Linked DNA regions of Zea mays: region 1 is linked to region 2. A link is a contact called in public Hi-C data. All regions are on one chromosome and are shown on one strand. The core of a region is the stretch at or near the end of the contact, and the rest is flanking DNA. Distances in the headings are between cores, read along the strand shown.

What was found. Hi-C and Micro-C count contacts between places; a contact is called where the count stands out from the background.
Region 1: a Hi-C map of tassel shows a contact between it and region 2, with 4 times the contacts expected there. The contact joins the enhancer-like site here to the promoter of LOC100279881 in region 2. A contact is called at or near these places in 2 of 25 Hi-C or Micro-C datasets (ear and tassel).

What each region holds. Positions count from the first base shown.
Region 1 is chr3:202,466,699-202,469,802 of Zm-B73-REFERENCE-NAM-5.0, reverse strand. No RefSeq gene overlaps it. Among protein-coding and RNA genes, the nearest start is that of LOC100193809, 4.3 kb to the left of the region's middle. Within about 2 kb of position 1,767, at least 20 of the 20 cell types and tissues checked have an H3K27ac peak or open chromatin away from gene starts, as enhancers often do. A contact at or near this core is called in ear and tassel, where this site is marked.
Region 2 is chr3:202,097,060-202,100,276 of Zm-B73-REFERENCE-NAM-5.0, reverse strand. It overlaps LOC100279881 (Dolichyl-diphosphooligosaccharide--protein glycosyltransferase subunit STT3A), which reads right to left and starts at 1,493. Exons shown (of 21, transcript NM_001152834.1): 1 at 1,259-1,493; 2 at 1,087-1,149; 3 at 529-584; 4 at 383-454; 5 at 188-293; 6 at 57-107. The coding sequence starts at 1,390.

The DNA.
Region 1 (3,104 bases), core at 518-3,017, 370 kb before region 2:
GTAAAAAATGCAGTGCTGGTTTGGCGCACAATTACACGGCGAAAGGAACATGTAATGTATTATAGGAAAATTCACTGCTGGTTTGGCGCCCAATTACGGCGAAAGGAACATGTAGTGTATTATAGGGTAAATCATTATCTTCACGAATTAACATCACTTTCGAGTAGATTAGGTTGCAAAAAAGCTGCATACTGTATAATTGTGGGTGCACTTTTAGCTTTTGCCCGAGGAATTTTTTTTTCCAATCACTCAATGTCTCAGGAAGTCAGGATAAGTCTCTGGTCATCCCTTAATGCTAAAGAAGTCACGGGGGCGAATTAAGATATCATTTTTTTCATCAGGTTACAAGATGAAACCATGGTACTAGACTTTTGTCCACCATAGTGGTGATCGATTAATCACCGTACCAGTGTTTCAGATGAAACCAAGGCACTAGACTTTTGTCCACCACAGCATCTTATTAGACTTCAGGCCTCTAGCAGCAATTGGAGTAAATTAGGCTATGTAGGCAATACTGTAGGTACGACTGTACGGTAGATATAGAGGATCACATTTAGAAGTTATTGCTGAAGATAAAAGTACATAAAGAACATAATATTTTAGATGATACTATAAGGAATAGAGAATATTTTTTTAGCAGACGAAATTTAGAAGATATTACTGGACACAGTCTAAATATGCTATGATGCAGGCTATGCGCCCTGCCTCATGGAAGTACGTATTGCGTTCTGGCGAGGCCCGCAAGGTCCATCCACGTCGCAGGCCAGCCATATGGCCCATACAATTAAAGCTAAGCCTATCGAATTTGTATCCAGGCCCACAGGTCACTGCTGCTGTTTCGGGAGGCCTGCCCAAAGCCCGGACAGTCACATCGGCCCAACGCCCCACCAAAACGCTTGGCAAGGATCCGCCAAGCTAGGCAAGGATATTAAGAGCAACTCCAAAAAAAAAAGATATAAACTTATCCTAAAATTTGTTGGCGAAAACTTTTTAGCATCTTTTTAGAGTTGTTCTAATAGGATTATAGAAGGACTACTCGCAATCTAGAAGTACAAGAACAACGATGGTCAGTGGGCCACAACAACGTGGATCTACCTTCATCTTCTAATAACTCGCCAAATAATCTCTATTCTCTAGCCATCGGTATCTTCTTCCATTTCAGAAAACCATCGTTCTGGGTGTCGGCGCCATCCCTTGACTAGCACGAACAACTCTGCACCAAATTTCGTGACAGGCCTCTTCTGAAACCCATAGCCATATGCAGGTAAACTATCGTTTAGTGTTTCCAGGCCAATGCATGAATCGGTGCAGAACGGCTCTCCATTCGCGTTTTTTCCCCCAGCTCTGTTGTACTGTAGTACCTTGGTGGCGTCGGAAACCGCTCCCGGCTGCTTTGCTTGCCCAGCTGGTCGTCCTCGCCAACTGCGGCCACCAATCGCGCCGGCGCCCACAGGCCACGTTCCACGGCTCGGCAGACGCGCCTCTCGTCTCGTCCCGTCTCCCGCAATACCAATCACGCCCTGCCACTCTGCGCCGCGTGTTCCTCAAACGCGGCAGGCAGGCATCCCGCTATCGTCGTTGCGTGCGTCCATGTGCGCGCGCGGCGCCCTGGCCAGTTCTGCTCTCTCGGGCTAGGGTTTTAGCCGCTACTAGCCTTTTTTTTCCACGAAAACAAAAAAAAGAGAGAGAAATCCACGTCAGAGCCGCGACTCGCGAACGCAAAGCCCGGCCGCGTCGCACTCGCACTCGCAGAGGCACGGTCGTCCGGCCAGTGGCCATCGGTGGGCCAATCGGCCATCAATTCCGCCCAGGCCACGGACTGTCGGCGGAGGCCGGAGTACACGTTCCGCGTGCCGCTCCTGTGATTCCGGGCAGCGACAAGTCCGGCCGAAAAATCAGATCCCGGTGGACGGCGGTGGTTGCTTTCCCTCTGCGCTTTCTAATTCTTTTGACGGTGTCCCCACTTCTCTTCGATTGGAAGACGAGGCCCCAAGTGACAGATGGTTGTCGGTCATCTAACCTCGCAGTTGCAGGATTAATAACCCCCAGCCTGGCTGCAGCCATGACCTAAATATCCAACCAAGTTCAGATCGCCAGGCAGCACACCACGTGCTCCCTTTCCACTCGTGCTGTTGAGTTGATCGCAAGGAACGAACACGAGACCGGATCGGGCTTCGACTCCCGGTCGCCTCGATAAGCCCCAGGTGAACGAACAGAAGCCGAAAACTCCAGCGAAAAGCCGAAAACCCCTGGGTCAAAACCTAACCCATGAAACTTGGCAACCGCGCGTTGGTTTGGTAATTAAGCCGGCGTAACTGGGCCTTTTTCGGCTGCCTGTACACAGCGATCCTGACCTTATAGATGTCCATCTGGGTTGGGCCCACCGGGTGGCCCGCAACACGGCACGAAAATAGCCCGGCCCAGCACCGGCATGGCCCGGTTTCAAACGTGCCTGGGCCAGCCCGGCCCGTTCGCCGTGTCGGGCTGAGCCAAGGATTTCAGCCCGTCGGGTTTAGCCCGACCCGGCCCGTCTAAGGGGGAGGCACGTGGCGGCCCGGTAATATTAACCGGCCTCGCGCGGCGCGTCCCACTCCCAGGCTCCCAGACCCACCCCGCCTCTCGCCCTCGCATTTACGCTCTCAGTCTCAGACTCTCCGCCTCTCGCCCTCGCATCGACGACTCCGCCCGAACCCTAATCTCCTCTCCCCTCTCGGATCTGCGGATCGCCGCCGTCCGCCGGTGTCTCCTCTGTCCTCTGTGCTTGGACTCAGTTGCCCGCCGGCCGCCCCCGCCGTGCTTGGACATCTATACTTACCTTCCTCTCCCGGTCCTCTCCGGTGTTCCTAACCCTAATCCCCTCCGGTGTTCCTCGCTCCACGGATCTCAGCCATCGTCTGTCGTCTCCGGTGCTCCGACTGCACAAGGTGAGTTCCTCGGGCCCTACTCCTTTCCTTTCCCTATTCTATGATTCTGTCGGTGTGTTCATCGGGCCCTACTCCTAACCCTAATTCTTCCGGTGTGTTCGTGTTCCTCAACGTAGGTATCTGTGAAATCCGGTGCTATGTAGTCATTGAGGAGTCGGAGACGTGTGCGGTGTGCGCGAG
Region 2 (3,217 bases), core at 244-2,743:
ACATATCAAGGATCTAGTATTTTTCAGACAAAATACATAGTCAATATAACAATTACCATTGCTAGAATAGTTGCTGCCATCAAACCAGCACCGGGGCCCTTTGTTTCCTAGAGACACAATAGTGAGATTACTAAAGAACTTTAGTAATCCAGTGTAAGTGCATGGGTTTTTAATATAAAAAAACAACCTTGGTTAATAGGTAAGTTGCCCAGGACGCATTGACTGAGAAAACTGGAGCAGTGAATACACAGACAGTCTCCACCGACAATGGGATGTTAAGGGAATTCAACAACCTATGCCAACCAAACAATTCAGTCATGCTAACAGTAGTTCAAATCTACCAATGAAGCATTTCTAATAGTATGCATTGGCAGTCACATACCACCATATTGTACCAGCAGTAAGTGTCAAACCAGGATAGACAGTGCCACCAATAACACGCCCAAGAGGATACCTAAAAGCAGGTGACAGTGAGCATAGAAATAACTGGAAAACAAGGATAGATTCAAGTGTTCTTGGAAATGTTACCATGTTCGGTCATCAAACCAGTTCCAGAATTCATATATGCCATTCTTTGACAAGAACTGAGACAAGGGGGAAATTACAATGAATCAAAATTTAAGTGCATGTGCACAACTGCTTTTGAAACATTAAGACACACTAGTAAAACATTTGTGCACAAATCCAAGCAGCAAATGTACATTGGAAAACATTCCTGCCATTTTATTCACCCAAATGTTGGGACCATTCAATACACCCACATGTCACCTGAGACTATACAACAGTGTATATTACAATAGACAATTTGCAAAGAAGTCTAGGGATGCAAGTGGTACCCAGATTTTTCCTGGTCAGCTAACTAATTAAATACAGTGGCAATGCCATTTTCAAATTAATTGCATACCAAGTTTTGTGTCGACCTAGTGACCCAAAAGAAATGGAGCTCGCATGTCTACTGAAGTCCCTAACCCCATAACTCGTTGAAGAGAACATGACTCCTAAGCGAACTCAACACCTGAATCCTGATGCATCCCAATAAGACAATAACAGGCTGTGGACAAACACAGAGGCACCACGGGAAAAAACCTGGGTAACGCGGTAATTGAAGTAGGGATCGAACTCGTGGATGACGCTTTCGTATTTGATCACCTGCGGCACATCAACGGACCAGTAAGACAGGCATGGGCCCGGGCAAACCATGTTGGGATTCCCAATTCCCAAAAGGATTTAAAAATGGTGGGGTTCGGATAGATCTTACGGAGAATAGTCGGATGGAGAAGGCGAGGACGCCGATGAGAAGGAGGGTGAAGATGCACAGCACTCCGCCGAAGGCGTTGCGGAGGCGATCTACGCTTCCGCTTGACGCCACAGAGGACTGGGGCTCCGGCATTGCTGCTGAGAAGAAGAGTTTTGGGTCAGAGGAAGACGGGGAAGGCCGGCGGCCGGGAGGCGGAGGTTTATCGAATTTTTTCGTGTTTGGCGTTTGCACTTTGGAGTATTGGACAGGGAAAAGAGTCGGCGGGTCCTACGCTCGGGCAGTCGGACACACCGCGAGCGCAGCATCGACCACCTAGCATCGTCCGCCGCGAGGAGATTGTACAATTTGTTTTTGCCGGCAGTTTTTTTTTTCTGATCCCTGGGAGAAATTTGGGATTCTGTCATCATTCTGCCATTGTTTTGAGGGACTTCACTCTAATGTCATTATAAAACATGTCGCCCACCTTAAAATGTCATTGGTCGTTTAATAAACAAAAAAAAAAGATTCAACTGAGTTAGAGGAGACGAGCTGCCGGATTTACCCCTGCCTCGTCCTGACAATTTCTCCTGCAGCAAGAGCGAGCAGCTATGGGCCGCCTATAGCGCCGGTCAATCCCCACTCCACGTCTCCATCGACGGCGCGTACCCGGTGGTCTACATCACCTTCTCGCTCCTCAACATGCCGGAGCAGCTCAACATGACTCCATCGTCGCCGTCGTGCACCACATCGCTGGCTGGACCCCCTGTCCTCCGACCACCGCGGCGCGTGCGGCAACGAGCTGTGTGCGCGTCTGGCTGCATCGTCGAGGAGTTACAGATGGAGCAGTCCGTGCAGCCGTACCTCTTTGCGTTCGCTGCCGGAAAAAATTGATGGCAGAATAAATTTCAGAATGGAAAGGGTACTGTTCACTGTTAGATCTTTTATAGGTTTGACCCATTTATTGAATAAACTCTAAGGTGTGTAATGGTGGAGAATACAAATAGTACCACATTGGAAGTCCAAGGGTCTTTTGGCTTGACTTATATGGTGGGATTTATTTCACTTAACTTGAGAAGTTAAGAAAGGGACAAGGGCGTGTCGCGCGCGCGTCGCCGCCGGCCGGGCGGGGCGTGGTGTGGTGTGGCACCTGTCTCTTCGTCAGCCAGCCGAGTGACCCTTCTCCTTCAGCTGACCGACTCATGACGTGACTCGGCGAGTGCTGGCCGACTCATGGCATGACTCGGTGACCTTTCTCCTTCAACTTCCCTCTACAAGAGGTTAAATAGAGGGAGCACCACTGTCACTCGGTACAAGCGAAAAACCACTTTCAGAATCACAGTCCAGCCGCCGAGTGAGGGTATTTCCATCTCGTGACTCTGCGCGCACAGAGAAGCGAGAGGGCAGGTGCCTCCGGAGCCCTTGCCGTTCGAGACCTTGCACGAGGGATCGGCAATTAGGTTTTTGGGGAGCGTCTACGCGACTGCCCAAAACATCTCCAACATGACAAAAGAAGCTGGCCAAGGATCTGGATTATCAGAGCGCATGGGAAGGTATGATCAGTTTATTTACTTACTGTTTTGCGTTCTGGAGATTATATATGTCTCATATATTCATCTATGTTGTTTCATATGTAGAAATGATTTTATCTTATCTGTTCTGCCTTATTATAATATGATAGATCTGTCTGTTTTAATTTTACAGACATGATGTTCATGTTTCTATCTGTTTATTTTCAATTGTTCAGTCAGATTACATGTTTATCGTATTTATATGATTTATATAATTCATATGCTTTATGTTCTCATGATCCATATTGTTATGGATATATTTGATGTCATGGTTAATTATATTTCATATGTCATCATCATAATACTAATTTATGGAATTAAAATGATACGGAAAATGTCTATAATTCTAACAATCCAAAAACCTAATTTTAGGCATTTTTCTGTCAGAGGTTTTGCTGCTGTGCTAAAGCCT